Regions from separate parts of the Mus musculus genome. Here all the other regions are linked to region 1. Evidence: chromatin contacts called from public Hi-C and promoter capture Hi-C data. All regions are on one chromosome and are shown on one strand. The core of a region is the stretch at or near the end of the contact, and the rest is flanking DNA. Distances in the headings are between cores, read along the strand shown.

Region 1 (4,522 bases), core at 1,392-3,891:
ACTGTAATGCCCATTTTTTTTCTAGTCCAGCCCAACCTCATCTTTGTGGATCAAGCTTTCCTGAGTGTTACCTACAGAACACCAAGCAAGATACCTCAGGTATAGCCATGGGCCAACCAGTCAAGGTTAAGAAGTCAAACAAAGTTGAGACAACTATAACTAAGAGTTATCAACTCTTACACATAAAGTGAAGTTACATATACAATATACAATCAAGTTCTACAATGGCTCATGTGTAGAAGAGGTCCTCTACATGGGCTAGTATGGTGTCCTGGGAAGGTACACTTAAATTTAGAACTAAAAAATATAAGCAAAGTATAACCAGTAAAAGCACTAGGGGAAAAAAATCTTCAAGTCATAGAAGATACCACAAGCAAAGCCCCTGGGGTCAGGAAAAAGCTTAGGGTATTGAAGAGATAGAAGTGTCTGACAGGGAGAAAATAAGGTGTCAAGAGTCAAATAAGGCTAAGAGGTCACAGAGGGTCAACTAGGCCAAGGGAAAGCTCTAAGATTTTATTTGAGTGTAATAAGAAGCCATCGAGAAATAAAAGTATCTGATCAAAATGTTCTATGTTATTCTTGCTGCTCCGTTAAAAATAGATGCAAAGAAGGTAAGTGTGTGCACTGGGAGAAGGCTACTACAGTATTTAGGGACACTTAAAAGGTGACTGGGGTGGGGCAGTAGCCTGAGGCAAGGGTAATGGACCCTAGATGAACTCTGCAAAGTTCATCCTAGCACGGAGAATGGACCCTAGATGAACTCTGCAAAGGACCAAGAGGCCTTGTTCTAGGACTGGCTGTGAAGGGTGGGTGGAAAGGGGTCCGAGCTGCCTGTCCTAAGAGATAGATTATCAGCCACTCTCAGATGTCATGACCCAAGTATTGTCAATCCTGCCCCCGACATTGTCAGGATTCTGCTTTGTCCACATTAAGACATCAGAAGACCGGTAGGATCCAGCTAGGGCCAGAGACAAGATCTGCCACTGAAAATCATGAGCATGAAACCACTTAAGATCTTTGAGTTCTGGGCTGGAGAGATGGTTCATCGGTTAAGCACACTTGCTGCTCTTCCAGAGAACCAAGAGTTAAGTTCCCAGCACCCACCCACAAGACAGCTTACTTGTAATGCAGTTCCAGGGATCTGACAACCTCACACACATGCATGCAGGCAAAATACTAGTACACATAAAATAAGTCAAAAACAGAGATCTTTGTATTCATAAATTAATTTTTTAATCATAAGAAAGAATAAAAACAGGGGTAGAAAGTGAACAGAGGATGGCAAGAAGGGCAGTCAGGAGAGGAAATGCTGAGAACAGAGCCCTGGGGCCCTCAAGCATTTAACAGCAAAACTAAGGGGAAGGGGACAGGCTAGGGCAGGCTGGTAGAAGGGAGGAACTGGGGCACCCAGGGAAAGATACAACTCTAGGACAGAGCTTTCTAAAGACACTGCAAGGCAAGCAAAACCTGCTAGAGCGGCCCTGGATGGACTGCAGAAGGAAAGGGTGCCTGCTTCTTAGGGGCACTGCTTAAAGTCAGAACTTCCGAGGAGATCCTTGTGATGGGAATTGGGTGCCTGGCTGACGGGGGATGAGGTTCAAAGCCAAACAGGGAGACTGTGAAATGACGAGGGCGGACAAAGACTGTTCTCAAAACCTGCTGGGTAAGAAATGCCAGGGACATCTAAAGGGATGGTCACAGGGCCCAGGAGGAAGCGCGGCCCTTCAAGCCCTGTAATGCTCCTTCCTCTGTAAGAGGAAAGGGACAGAGGTAGCAGAACACAAATAAATGAGGGCCATTCAAACACTTTCTTGACCTTCTCTTTACCCCCAGCCTGGGTGACCTCCACTCAGCACCTGCTGTTTCCCCCACAAGCTCGGCCAAGTGGACCCCAGGCGGGACGGTGCTGTGCCACTATCAGTTGGCTCCTCCAACAACCTGTGGGCACGGCTCACGAAAGGGCCAGCCACGGCGCGGTTTGCTCAGGTGCAAGACCCAAAAGGTCCGCGCACCGCTCACCTGCTCCACAGCCGCGCCACCTCCAAGCCGGCGGCCGGCCTCGGCACCCCTTCCCGGCGAAGCGACTTGCTCCCTTCCCTTCGTCAGCCTGGCTCCGGCCAAGCCGGGCAGCCTGTGAGCCCCGGGGCAACCCGCGGGAGAGCGGCTCCCCACTCCTCCAGCTGTCCCAAGGAGACCGGCAGACGCCGGGCCGCCGCCGCCGCCGCCGCCGCCGCAAGCTGTGTTCCCTCCCCTCCACAGCGCACACCCTCCGGGCCGACCGAGTGCCTCGCCGGCTTTGTCTGCGCCGCCGCGCTGGGCGTCCGGAGGATGCGGCCCGGACCCCGGGGTCGCGGCCAGCCCGGGCAGCCTCTTCTGCCCACCGCCCGCCGCCGGCCTCCATCGGGAGCCCCTTGCCTACGAGGCTCGGTGGCTGTCCGAGCCCGGGTCGGGGAGGCCGCACGGTACCTTTCCTTGCGGAGCCCGGGAGCGTCTTCGCGAGCGGCCTCGGCCTCTCCGCCTCCCCTCCTCCGCAGCCACTGGGCTTCCTCCTGCAGCCGCCGCCGGGACCGTAGGGCCGAGCCAGCCGCCGGGGCCTGTGCGGGGGCCCCGCTCCGCCTCGCGTCCCCGGCCCACCCCGCCTGGGTGCTCCGCCCCGGGCCCGCCCACCGGGGGCGGGGAGCCCGAGGCCACCCAGCCTGGAGTTGCCCGCGGCACAGCCACCTGCACTCCCCTATCTCGCAAAAGGGACGCCTCACCCACCTATCCGCCCAGAAACAGAGCCAGCCCCGCGACGCCCCGCCCTGCAAAGCAGACGAGGTCTTCCGGCACTGTCAGAGCGCTGCGCCCACCTCAGTTTACCCAGACTCTGCCGCCCTTTTGAAAAGAAGAAAGGGCCCCTCTTGTCCTGGACTGTCTCTCGTCCTGCAGGTCTCAGGTGGGTGCCGGCGGGAACCAGGAACCTCAGGTGAAAGGAAAAGAATGCTCACATCCTCTCAGTACCCAGCCCATGTCCTGAAGTGGCCCTTTTTAAAAAGTGTATTTCCCTAGTAAAACCCTCAAACTTTTAATAAAAGCCAACGTTAATACTAGGTGGCACTTTTTCCTTTTTTCAAAAAAAAATTAATTGGTATCAATTATTTTTTAGCGGGCAATAGTGGCACATGCCTTTAATCTGGTGGTTCTCCAGCTTCCTAATGCTGACACACAGTTCCTCGTGTTGTAGTGACCCCCCAACCATAAAATTATTTCATTGCTACTTCGTAACTGTAATGTTGCTACTGTTATGAATTGAAACATAAATAAATATCTGACATGCGACCCCTATGAAAGGTCGTTGGAACCCTAAGGGATAGTAACCCACAGGTTTAGGACCACTGCGGAATCCCTCTAGAAGCAGGTGGATCTCTGAGTTCAAAGCCAGTCTGAACCACAGAGTAAGTGTAGGACAGCCAGAGTCAAACAGAGAAATCCTGTCTTGAACCACCCCCAACTCTCCCCCTCCACACACACACACAAAAGTAAGAAAATTATTTTTTATTCATCTCTGCACCTCCTAATCTGTTTTTTCGTATGTTTTGCTGGTACTACACCAGGTCAACACTTGGTCCGAGGGAATACAAGCCCCTGGTGGCCGCAGAGCCTCTACTCCGAACTGTGTCTCTGGAGGGGGCCCTCCCCTGATTTCAACCTGGAACCAGGCAATGCTGAGCACAGGTCGCTGTAGGTTCAGCCCGGAGAGATCCTGGATGTGGATCACATGCTCGTGATCCCAGCCTCAGAAGGCCATGTGGGGGGGGGGGGGGTACAGAGTTCAAGGCTAGCCTTGGCTACATACCAACTTCAAGGCCAGGCTGAGCCACACAGTGAAAGCCTGCCTCAAAGAAGCAAGAAGTAGAGATGTGGCTCAACAGCAGAACACACTTCTCAACATAGACAAGGCTCTGGGGCCAATCCCCAAAACTGAATTATATATATAATTCATATATATATATATATATATATATATATATATATGGCCTGGAAAGAGGTAGCCCTGCAAAAGTGGCTCTGATGGTCCCAGCCAAAGGGAACCAACCACCTAGGAGCCAATTTGGGTAGGGGACAAATGAATTTCTGGTGAAGTTTCTTCTTGTCAGAAAGGCTCTAGTCCTTCACCAAACTCGAAGTCCCTCTTCCCACCCCTCTTTAAAACACCACGCACTCCTGGGGTTAAACTCAGGTACACACCATACTCTCCTCTGTGGCTCTGTCACCCTCCACCAAAGAGTGGAATGGCTATGGGTGACTTTAAGGGCTAAAAAGCCTCTGTGTAGTTACTTGGTCTTAGGCAAGTTACTTAGTGTCTTCTTGTTTCCGTTCCCTCCTCCTCAATAAGTAATACCTGCTCCAAAGGGTGGTATTACACAAAAATATTAATCTGATCTGACTGTTTAGAAAACTATTCAAATGGTTTGCGTGCAAACAAGCAGCTTAATTTAGTTACTCATATAACAGAAAAGCCCAGCAGTATAACTGACTCGGG
Region 2 (4,522 bases), core at 1,195-3,694, 1.4 Mb before region 1:
AAAAAAGCAGGCTGGTGAGCTCACTGGGTATGGGTTCTTAGGGCCACGCTGACAACCTCAGTTCCCAGAACACACGTGGAGAGTGAAAAGACAATCCAGGGAAGCCGAGATCATGATGTGTATCAGTAGCAAGTATGTTTGCATGAACCAAAAGGGAAAAGTGGCAGCGCTCACTTCTCAAGATCATCTTTAAACAGCTCATGACCCACCTACCTCATAAGAAAAGGCATTGATACTAAGAACCCGACAGAAAGCGTGTCGGTGTAGAGGAATAATATGGTGGTTGTTGGAGGCAGGTGGAGAATACTGTCACTGAAAATTATAGAACTTCAAATTCTATAGGGACAATGGCCAAATCAGAAGCAATACAACCCTCTAAGCTGGAATCTTCTATTCAAGTAGGACTACGCTATATAGTTGTATGAAAACAAGCTCATTTCACCCAGGTTCAAAGATTAGAAATGTTCCTGAAATTTAGAAAAAGTATCAAGCTGCTGAGACAGCTCGAGATTTGCCCTGACCTTTGTATGTGTAATGAAAAGAGTAAGGCTATTGACCACACTGTGGAACAAAGTCAAATACTGACCCAATATTACAGCAACTCACAAAAGCTGGGAAGAGAGAAAGGTAGCTAGCTCAGGGCTGTGCTAGAAAGCAAAAGCCATCAGACTATGGCGGCACACGCCTTTAACTTGGGCACTCAAGAGGCAGAGGCAGAGGCAGGTGGATCTCAGAGGACAGCCTGGTCTACAGATTAAGTTCCAGGACAGCCAGAACTACACACAGAAACCCTATCTCAAAACTAAAACAAGCAAGCAAAAGCTGAGAATGAAGAGCTCCAAAGTTAGTCTAACACACTGAAAGAGCATGACTAAATAGAAAGCTGCACCCAGCCTCCTCACTTCCCTTGGTAAAGACACAACACAACTACAGCTGGCTACCAGGCCAGTAAGTGAGCCTGTGCCCCACAAAAAAATGTTCACCGGCTGGCATGGTGGTGGTGCAGGCCTTTGACCTCAGCACTCGGGAGGCTGCGGCAGGTGAATCTCATGAGTTCGAGGCCAGCGGATCAAGTTCCAGGACAGCCAGGGCTGTTACACAGAGAAGAGCTGTCTCGAAAAACAAAACCCTACAAAAAGCTCATTAATATCTAGTTATTACATTTGGACATTTGTGAAAGTCGACAAAGCTTAATCTCAAATTACCCAACCAGATAACCTGTGGCATACTCGGCCAACTGTGCTGGGAAGGGCTTCAGCCAGGTTGAGGGCAACTTCAAAGCATCCGGCGGCGTTCAATCTCCAAGAGTTTTAAAGCTAGGCCTGAAGCTGTGACCCCTGCCGGGGTGTGGCCACCTCAGCCCATGCTGTGTAACTGAGGAGAGCAGGGCAGTACAGTGGCCGCTGAAGACCTAACAATTGAAGATGTAATAATTGCATGGACTTGCTAACATGACATCAAAAGCTGGGCCACACTCATGCTCTGGTGTCACCTGCTTGGGAAGTTATCTTACCAGGCAAGGTGAACAAATCCTTCTGTTACGTCAAGAATAGTCTGAAGCTTTCTATAATACAAAGTTGAAAGATCTTTTCATTACAACCTAAGCCAGATAATTATCCTCCGTGATACTGCTAAAGACCAAAGGATGATGTAATCTGCACAAACGGACAGAAGGGCCGTTCTTATGGTTCCGCCGAACTTAACCCTGAAGATTCACTTCAAAAAATTAAAAACAGATTAACTAGACGAGCGATGGTTGTTTTTACCTATGCAACGTGTAGACACACCTCCCAGCAACGGGTGTGCACACAAGGGGATTACAGTGGGTTTCAACTTGGCCAGAGACTGTACCCGGCGGGGGACCCCTGAAGTTCACCAAGATCGAACGCCCTGGCTGCCCGTAACTTCCCAGAACACCGGGTGAGTGTCGCGACAGAGCGCCGAGCCCGTCACCTGCGTCCCGCCGACCCTCCCTCGCACGTACCGAGCTGGCGGCGCTCGCCGGGACCCATCGGGCGCTGGGGGCCTGCGCGGCGGCACCTCCTCCTCCGGCGGCGGGCTCCGGGGCTGCCTTCCCCGCGCCCGAGCAGTGGGTCCGCGGGCCGGCGCCGGGCAGCCGCAAGGCGAACGCGGCCGGCCGCAGCCGCCAGCGCTCAGCCAGGCAGCCGAGGCAGCAGGCCGCGGGCGGCAGCAGGGCCCTGCGGGAGCCGCCCCTGCCGAGCCGCGCCCCCGGAGGCCGGAGGGCCACGCGAAGAGGGCCCCACGCGCCGCGCGCCACGCGCCAAGCCAACATGGCCGTGTGGCCTCCACGGAGTCCAAGAGTCGAGAACTCAGACGCCCCTGGCACCGGCTGCCAGCTTCTCTAGAGAAGTCGAGCGGTGCCGAGGCCGTATGGACAGCTCCATACTAATTTCTACACTCTGGCACTTTCCGCTTATACAGGTGGCCTGAACCGCCAAGGGAGTCAGCTTTCACGACGTTTTCACGACACCCAGCCGCTCTGCTCACCGGCGCCCCCGCGCGGCAGCGGCGAGCACGAACAGCTAAGGCCCGCAGGTTAGGAAGACCTGACTAGTGAGTAGAGCCGCTAGTGCCTGCAGGCTAAGAAGAATGACAGGTAGGGAAGACCAAGAGCGAGTGCCACGTGGCCACAGGAAGCCACTTATATCAGGCCTGCCTGATGCCAAGTGGCCCGCTGGTGTGCATGGCTCTGTATTATCACTGGAGATGTAAAGCATTAGTGTTGGCATCAAAGTAGTTAAGTACCTACTCTGCTTCCTTAGCACTAAATGCATATGAATAGAGCAAAGGGAAATGTCAATAATAGCAATCACTAATTGTTTACTTGGGAAGTGCTTACTGTATGCGTTATAGTGTCATTATTTATCCTCTCAACAACTCTAACATGCCTTCTGTATTTGCCTTTACTTTTACAGGTACAGAAGCCCGTGGACAGGAGAAACCTGCTTATTCTAAGTCTGAATTAGAAACAAATCAGTTCACTGTTATAACCTTACCTAACCTACCATTTTGTTATAGATTTGAGCTTGAACCCAGGGCCTTGAATCCAGGTCGGGCAAGAACCAAACCAGTGAAAGGTCACCACGTGGTGATGTCTTGCAGTCTTTCCACTGTTCTTCAGCCCAGTCTGTGATGGCACACACTCACCTGGAAGTTGTTCGTAAAGCCCACATCACATTTGACGATTGTAGTCTTTTTTTTTTTTTTTTCCAAGACAGGGTTTCTTTGTGTAGCTCTGGCTGTCCTGGAACTCACTCTGTAGACCAGGCTGGCCTCGAACTCAGAAATCCGCCTGCCTCTGCCTCCCGAATGCTGGGATTAAAGGCGTGCACCACCACGCCCGGCTAAGGATTGTAGTCTTAAGGAGCTTTTTATCAAGATCATCTTTATTTTGTTTTGGTTTTTGCGAGAGGCCTAGACTTTTCTTTTTAATTAAAAAAGGAAGAAAGAAAAATGAAGAAAAGGAAAGAAGAGGAAAAGAGAAGAAAAATCTAAGCAGTGGTATGAAACAAAGAGAAAAAGAAGTAAAAAGATAAATCCAGGTGGCCGTGGTGCATGCCTTTAATCCCAGCACTTGGGAGGCAGAGGCTGATAGATATCTGTAAATTCCAGGTCAGCAAGGGCTACACAGAGAAAATCTGTCTCGAAAACAAAAACAAAGTCAGTTTCTGTTCATAATTAGAGTTACATCCCCTTGTATATAGTCTTAGCCTTAGTCATCCCCTTGTATACAGTGGTCTGATCGGCCCATTTTGGGATGGATGGGTCAACTGATGGAGCTGCTTGCAGCTAATCTAACCAGCTGACTTTGATCATATTTATATCAGCTACCACTTGGTTCCTTCAAGTCAGGGTTTAATATTTCTATGGTATTCTATGGCATATTATCCCTCATTTCATTTTCATTTTGCATTTACTATCAGTTAAATATTCGTTGTAAAATACTAGGATTTGCTTTATTTTGGTTACTCAGCGCACACTGCTTTTTGTATGTGTGTAGGTGTGGGGGCAGAGGCTGATGCTGAATGGCTTCATCAGTTCAGGCTGGCCAGGGAGCTTCAGGAAACTGCCTCTCCTCCCTCCACCCAGCGTTAGGGTTACAAATGAAGCATCCTTGGCTTTTTACATGAGGATCTTACTCAGACTTAACCAACTGAGCCATCTCCCCAACTCAGTTTTTGGGTATTTTGGTTTTTTTAGTTATTCATCTCCTGGTTTCCTGGAAGTTAAGTAACTAATTTCTTTTTTTTTTTTTTTTTTTTTTTTTTGGTTTTGGTTTTTGGTTTTTGGTTTTCCAAGACAAGGTTTCTCTGTGTAGCCCTGGCTGTCCTGGAACTCACTCTGTAGACCAGGCTGGCCTCGAACTCAGAAATCCACCTGCCTCTGCCTCCCAAGTGCGCCACCACTGCCCATAAGTAACTAATTTCTAATCAGTGTCTGTTAAATGCTAACGTGCTTATTGGCTATATATACAAAGAATGCTTTGGCTAGAGGTCCAGTT
Region 3 (4,522 bases), core at 669-3,168, 1.1 Mb before region 1:
GCTCAATCGGTAGGCTGCTTGCCTAGAAAAAAAAAAAATATATATATATATATACACACACACATATATATGTGTGTGTGGTAATTGTTTTCTATTTAGGTCATTTTAAAATGTAGGAAAACTCTTTTAAGGTAAAACTACTTTTTAAAAAATTATCTCATTTTATGTGTATGAGTGTTTTACCTGTATGTATATCTGTGAACCACATATGTGCCTGGTCCCCTGGAGACCAGAAGAGGGGGTCAGATCCCCTAGAACTAGAGTTACAGTTGTGAGCTGCCACGTGGGTGCTGGGAACTGAACTCAGGACCTCTGAAAGAGCAGCCAGTGCTCTTAACCACTGAGCCATCTCTCCAGCCCCCAAAGTAGGAAACTTCTAATCTGTTTATTATCTCCAGAATTAAAGTCTAGTCAGTAGTGATGTGTGTGTGTGTTTAATGTATTAGAGAAGCCTTTTGAAGAGCCTACTCACACAGGCTTAAAATCTACATTAATATATTTTTAAATAGCTCTGATTCTGTCAAAAAGAAAGGTGGGGAGTGGATGGGGAGGAAGACCGAGGAAGGCACTTGTGAGCAGCAGCAGAGCCCTCTAAGGTCTCCCAGCTCTGGAGCATTTATTGACCTTGTATATCTTGCTTTACTTTCCCAACAGTGGAAGCGCTTGGAGCCGCCCGTTCCTACAGGACACCAGTAAAGAAGGCAGGAGCTCAGGATTGGCCAATGTGGCTGACTCACGAAGCATGGAGTGTGGCAAGCTTCCACTGTTGCATAACAAAAGCAGAGCTGTGCTTGGGTCTCATGGCATTTTGTAACTTCTTTCAGAAGTTTACCAGATGCTCCGTGTTAGAGATGGGTCTGATGTAATGTCCCGCAGAAAAACTAAATGGGACAAAAGCCATGGAGTACCACATGTCTGTGGTCACTCAGGAAGCCAAGACAGGAGGATGTCATGGGTTTATGGGCAGCATGGTCTGCAGACCTTGTCCCATAAAACCAAAAAGATAAAGAGGAGGAATTGGGAAGGTGTGGGGGGGGGGGGGGCAGGTAGTAATCAGAAACTCCTATCTTCTATAAAAATAATTCCTCTCACAAAGTAGGGGGGAAAAACAGTCTTGACAGATATAGTCTGGTTAGCTAGGAAAACCTCATACCCAGCAATCTGGCCTTTATGGTGAATTTTTAAATTAAAGGCTGACTAGGTATAGTGGCACACATCTTTAATTCCAGCACTGCACAGGCAGAAGCAGGCAGATCTCTGTGAGTTTGAGGTTAGCCTGATCTACAGTTTGAGTTCTAGACCTGTGAGGGCTACATAGTGAGACCCTGTCCAACAACAACGGGGGGGGGGGGGGGGGGGAGAGGAAGGGAAGGGAAGGGAAAGGAAGGGAAGGGAAGGGAAGGGAAGGGAAGGGACTTTAAATAGTTGAGGCTGAGGGTGTATAGCTCAGTGGGAGAGCATTTGCTGAGGCCTAGGGTTAAGCCTCAGCAACACAAACTCTTAACAACTGTCAATGGTACCAGTGTTCCTTTTGATGTCACAATGTACCTTTTGAATTTCCCACTGAGTCCTGAAGCAGGCCATGAAGGCCATGAAGATGGCAGGAGAAAGCATATATCTCAACTCTCCAATTTCTTCCTTAGAAAAACGACTATAAACAGCTTCCTTCCAGAATTCCTCAAGGACTTGGGAGCCTGGGAACACTGACCTTGTGGGATCTGTTGATTCACGTTCTCAATGCAGAAGTCAGTTCATTTGTGTGGAAACACTCTGCTGACCCAGCTCTGTCCCTCAAAACATGCAGTTTCCTCCTAAGGCCTCTATCTGCCCAGGCACCACTTCATGACTTAATTTCCTGATTCTTTCAGCACTGGGGCTCCAACCTGAGTCCTTGCATATCATAGGCAAGCACTCTACCACTGAGCCACAGCCCTGGCTCTTCAGATTATATTGATGCATACTCTGAGGGTGGTTCTTTGGGGGCTTCCCTGTGAACTAGAACTTCAGGGTCAACTCAGGTCACCTGTGCTTTTCTGAATGCTGGAAACAGGTGAGGCGTGCCAATGCATTCAATTCTGCTGAATACTTGGCTGCTGATCAACATCTAGGCCAAGTGATTTCAGGAGCATAATTATGCCAGGTGTGATGGTACCTGCCTGTGATCCCAACCTCAGGGAGGCAAAAGGATTTGGACTTTCAGGACAATCTGGGCTGCAAGTGAGATGCACACAACACAGAAGCAACCAACAAAGCTAAACAGCATAATTGTTAGATGTGTTGTGTGCTCAGGATGAATGACAAAGGGTCTTGCCATGAGCAGCTGTCCTCCTCATGGACCCTAAATGTCTTCTCAAGGACTAAATGAGCTGCACTGATGTGGCTCTCGAATGTCTGCTTTCCCAGAAATGTTACAATTTCAAAGCGCCAGAATGCAATCTGGAGACTCATTCACACATTCACAGGCATTTAAGTTGAGTTCAGATCTTCCTGTCTTCTTCTAATGTCCATCTCCTGGGACCTGGTCTTAGAGAAAGAGAACACAAGAATAACAATCAACTCTAGTGAGAAACACAGGAAAGGAGGCTTACCATGAGAAAACTCTCCCACTGTCTCCGTGCTCTGCTGAAGACAGCTGTGTCACTGAGAACCCAGCCTACAGCAAAACAGGAACTGGGTAGCCAACTACTTTCACTGAAGGGGTCTCGAGAGCAACCTCCTTTTTTAGCGTCATGTGCTGACGTGCGTTTTCCGAATTAGGATCTGAGTGCAACTGTGAAAGGTCACTTGCAGCAGACTTCCATGCAGGAAAGAGGCATGAGGCTTCCCGGTTTTTGTCAGCCCTAACACGATTCTTAAGACACTCAATTGGCTCAGCTGTAGAAAAAAGAAAGGGGGGGGGGGCGCCTTGGGACTGTGGGATTTACTGTGGTGATAGAAAGAGAAGAGCCAAGTCATTAAGGAACAAAGGAACTGATTTCAGATAGGATGAGCAGGACAGGCTACTCTGAGTAGTAAGCTAAGACTTAAAAGAAGAGAAAAATACATGGGGAGAGTTTCTAGGAAAATGGAACAACGTACGCAGAGACCCTTTGGCTGGCCAAGATTAGTGTTGAAAGCCAAAGACAGTGACACACAATGAGTTTGAGAAGATGGTTAGAATTTTTGGAGCTGGGGGGATACTTCAGTAGTTAACAGCTCTTGCAAAAAAAAAAGACCCAAGATTGACCCCCATTAACCACATCAGTGGCTTACAGATGCCTGTAGCTCCACTCCAGGGATTCCAATGCCTCTGGCCTCTGCGGGCACCAGCACTCATGAACACAGACGTGAGTGAATGCATGTTCATAACTTTTAGAAAGTAAAAATTTAAAAATCCTCACTATGTAGCCCTAGCAGCCTGGAGCTTGCTATGTTGATAAGGCTGGCCTTGAACTCTGTCTCTAGAAACCTTACCTCCAAAACAAAACAAAACAAAACAGGTTGGCCAGAAAAAGAGGCAGGCAGGAATAGAGGTGGACATGTTTGTGGTGGGCTTTGGAGACCGAATAGGCAGCACCTTGGATGTATTGGACTCAGAGGGGGGTGGGGGGAGGAACAAACCCAAGTAGGGCATCTACATGATAGATGGTACTGTTTCGAGACAGGAAAGGCTTAGGGTGGAGCAACAGGTTTGGATGGTAAGGAGCAAGAGCAGGAGGTACTTCTGGGTGTCTGTGGAATCCCTTATGAGAATGTCAACAGGACAGGTTGGATATAGTCATCTCAGGCTGCAGGGAGAGATCAGGGACAGGGACCTAAATGTCAGCACATGGCCTCTGATGACATCAAAGCCAATGAACTGGATAAAATCACACAGAGGATCATAGACATGATCGAAGTGCTCCAGACCCTCAACATTCAGAGGCTGAACAGTGGCCGTAGCAAACAGCCAAGGATACAGCAAACAGTGAGAAAGGGCGTTCCTGGTACCAGGAGAACAACATTTCCAGAAACAGTGGGCGATTGACTGACTGGCATTGGTTAGATGAGAAAACACAAAAGCAGAAACATGCGTGGGATTGGGCAACATAGGTGTCCTTGCTGCCCGTGATGAAAGCAGAGTCACTGAGGCGACAGGGAAAAGCCAGCCAGAGGGAAGTGGAGACAGAATGGAGAGGGCACCCTTCCAAAAGCCCAGACTCAGATGAAAGCCATTTTAAGGCTTTCTGCTTCCCTGCTTGTTGTGTAAGAACAAAGCTCTAAGGTTATTGTCATCTCGCAACCTGGTGTTCCCTTCCTGTTTTGATCACAAAGTCCGCTTTGCTTCAGTTTTCAATTAGGGCTTCCTAGAAAAATCATCTCCTTTGAACCCAGCACGAAGCCTGGCCATGATTGTTCTGCAGAGTTAACACTTAATGATGTTGGCACACGTGAGCTTCCTGGCTAAGTCCTCGTTGTGTGAGGACATCATTCTGGTGCCCCTGATTTCTTGTTAGGGGTTAAAAATATCTTTCCTATCACCATAAAAACCAATTAATATTTC

Evidence for each region. Promoter capture Hi-C pulls out the DNA fragments that hold promoters and counts their contacts. Hi-C and Micro-C count contacts between places; a contact is called where the count stands out from the background.
Region 2: a contact with region 1 is called in a Hi-C map of CD4 T cells, with 4 times the contacts expected there. The contact joins the promoter of Crls1 here to the promoter of Smox in region 1. A contact is called at or near these places in 1 of 39 promoter capture datasets (pre-B cells) and 1 of 484 Hi-C or Micro-C datasets (CD4 T cells).
Region 3: a contact with region 1 is called in a promoter capture Hi-C map of neutrophils, with 4 times the contacts expected there. The contact joins the promoter of AU019990 here to the promoter of Smox in region 1. A contact is called at or near these places in 2 of 39 promoter capture datasets (liver and neutrophils).

Annotation. Positions count from the first base shown.
Region 1 is chr2:131,489,981-131,494,502 of GRCm38.p6, reverse strand. It overlaps Smox (spermine oxidase), which reads right to left and starts at 2,641. Exons shown (of 7, transcript NM_145533.2): 1 at 2,467-2,641. It overlaps Gm30679, which reads left to right and starts at 2,227. Exons shown (of 2, transcript XM_030252306.1): 1 at 2,227-2,935. The coding sequence starts at 2,329.
Region 2 is chr2:132,844,588-132,849,109 of GRCm38.p6, reverse strand. It overlaps Crls1 (cardiolipin synthase 1), which reads right to left and starts at 2,444. Exons shown (of 7, transcript NM_001024385.1): 1 at 1,985-2,444. The coding sequence starts at 2,293.
Region 3 is chr2:132,595,592-132,600,113 of GRCm38.p6, reverse strand. It overlaps AU019990 (expressed sequence AU019990), which reads right to left and starts at 1,918. Exons shown (of 6, transcript NR_033468.1): 1 at 1,709-1,918.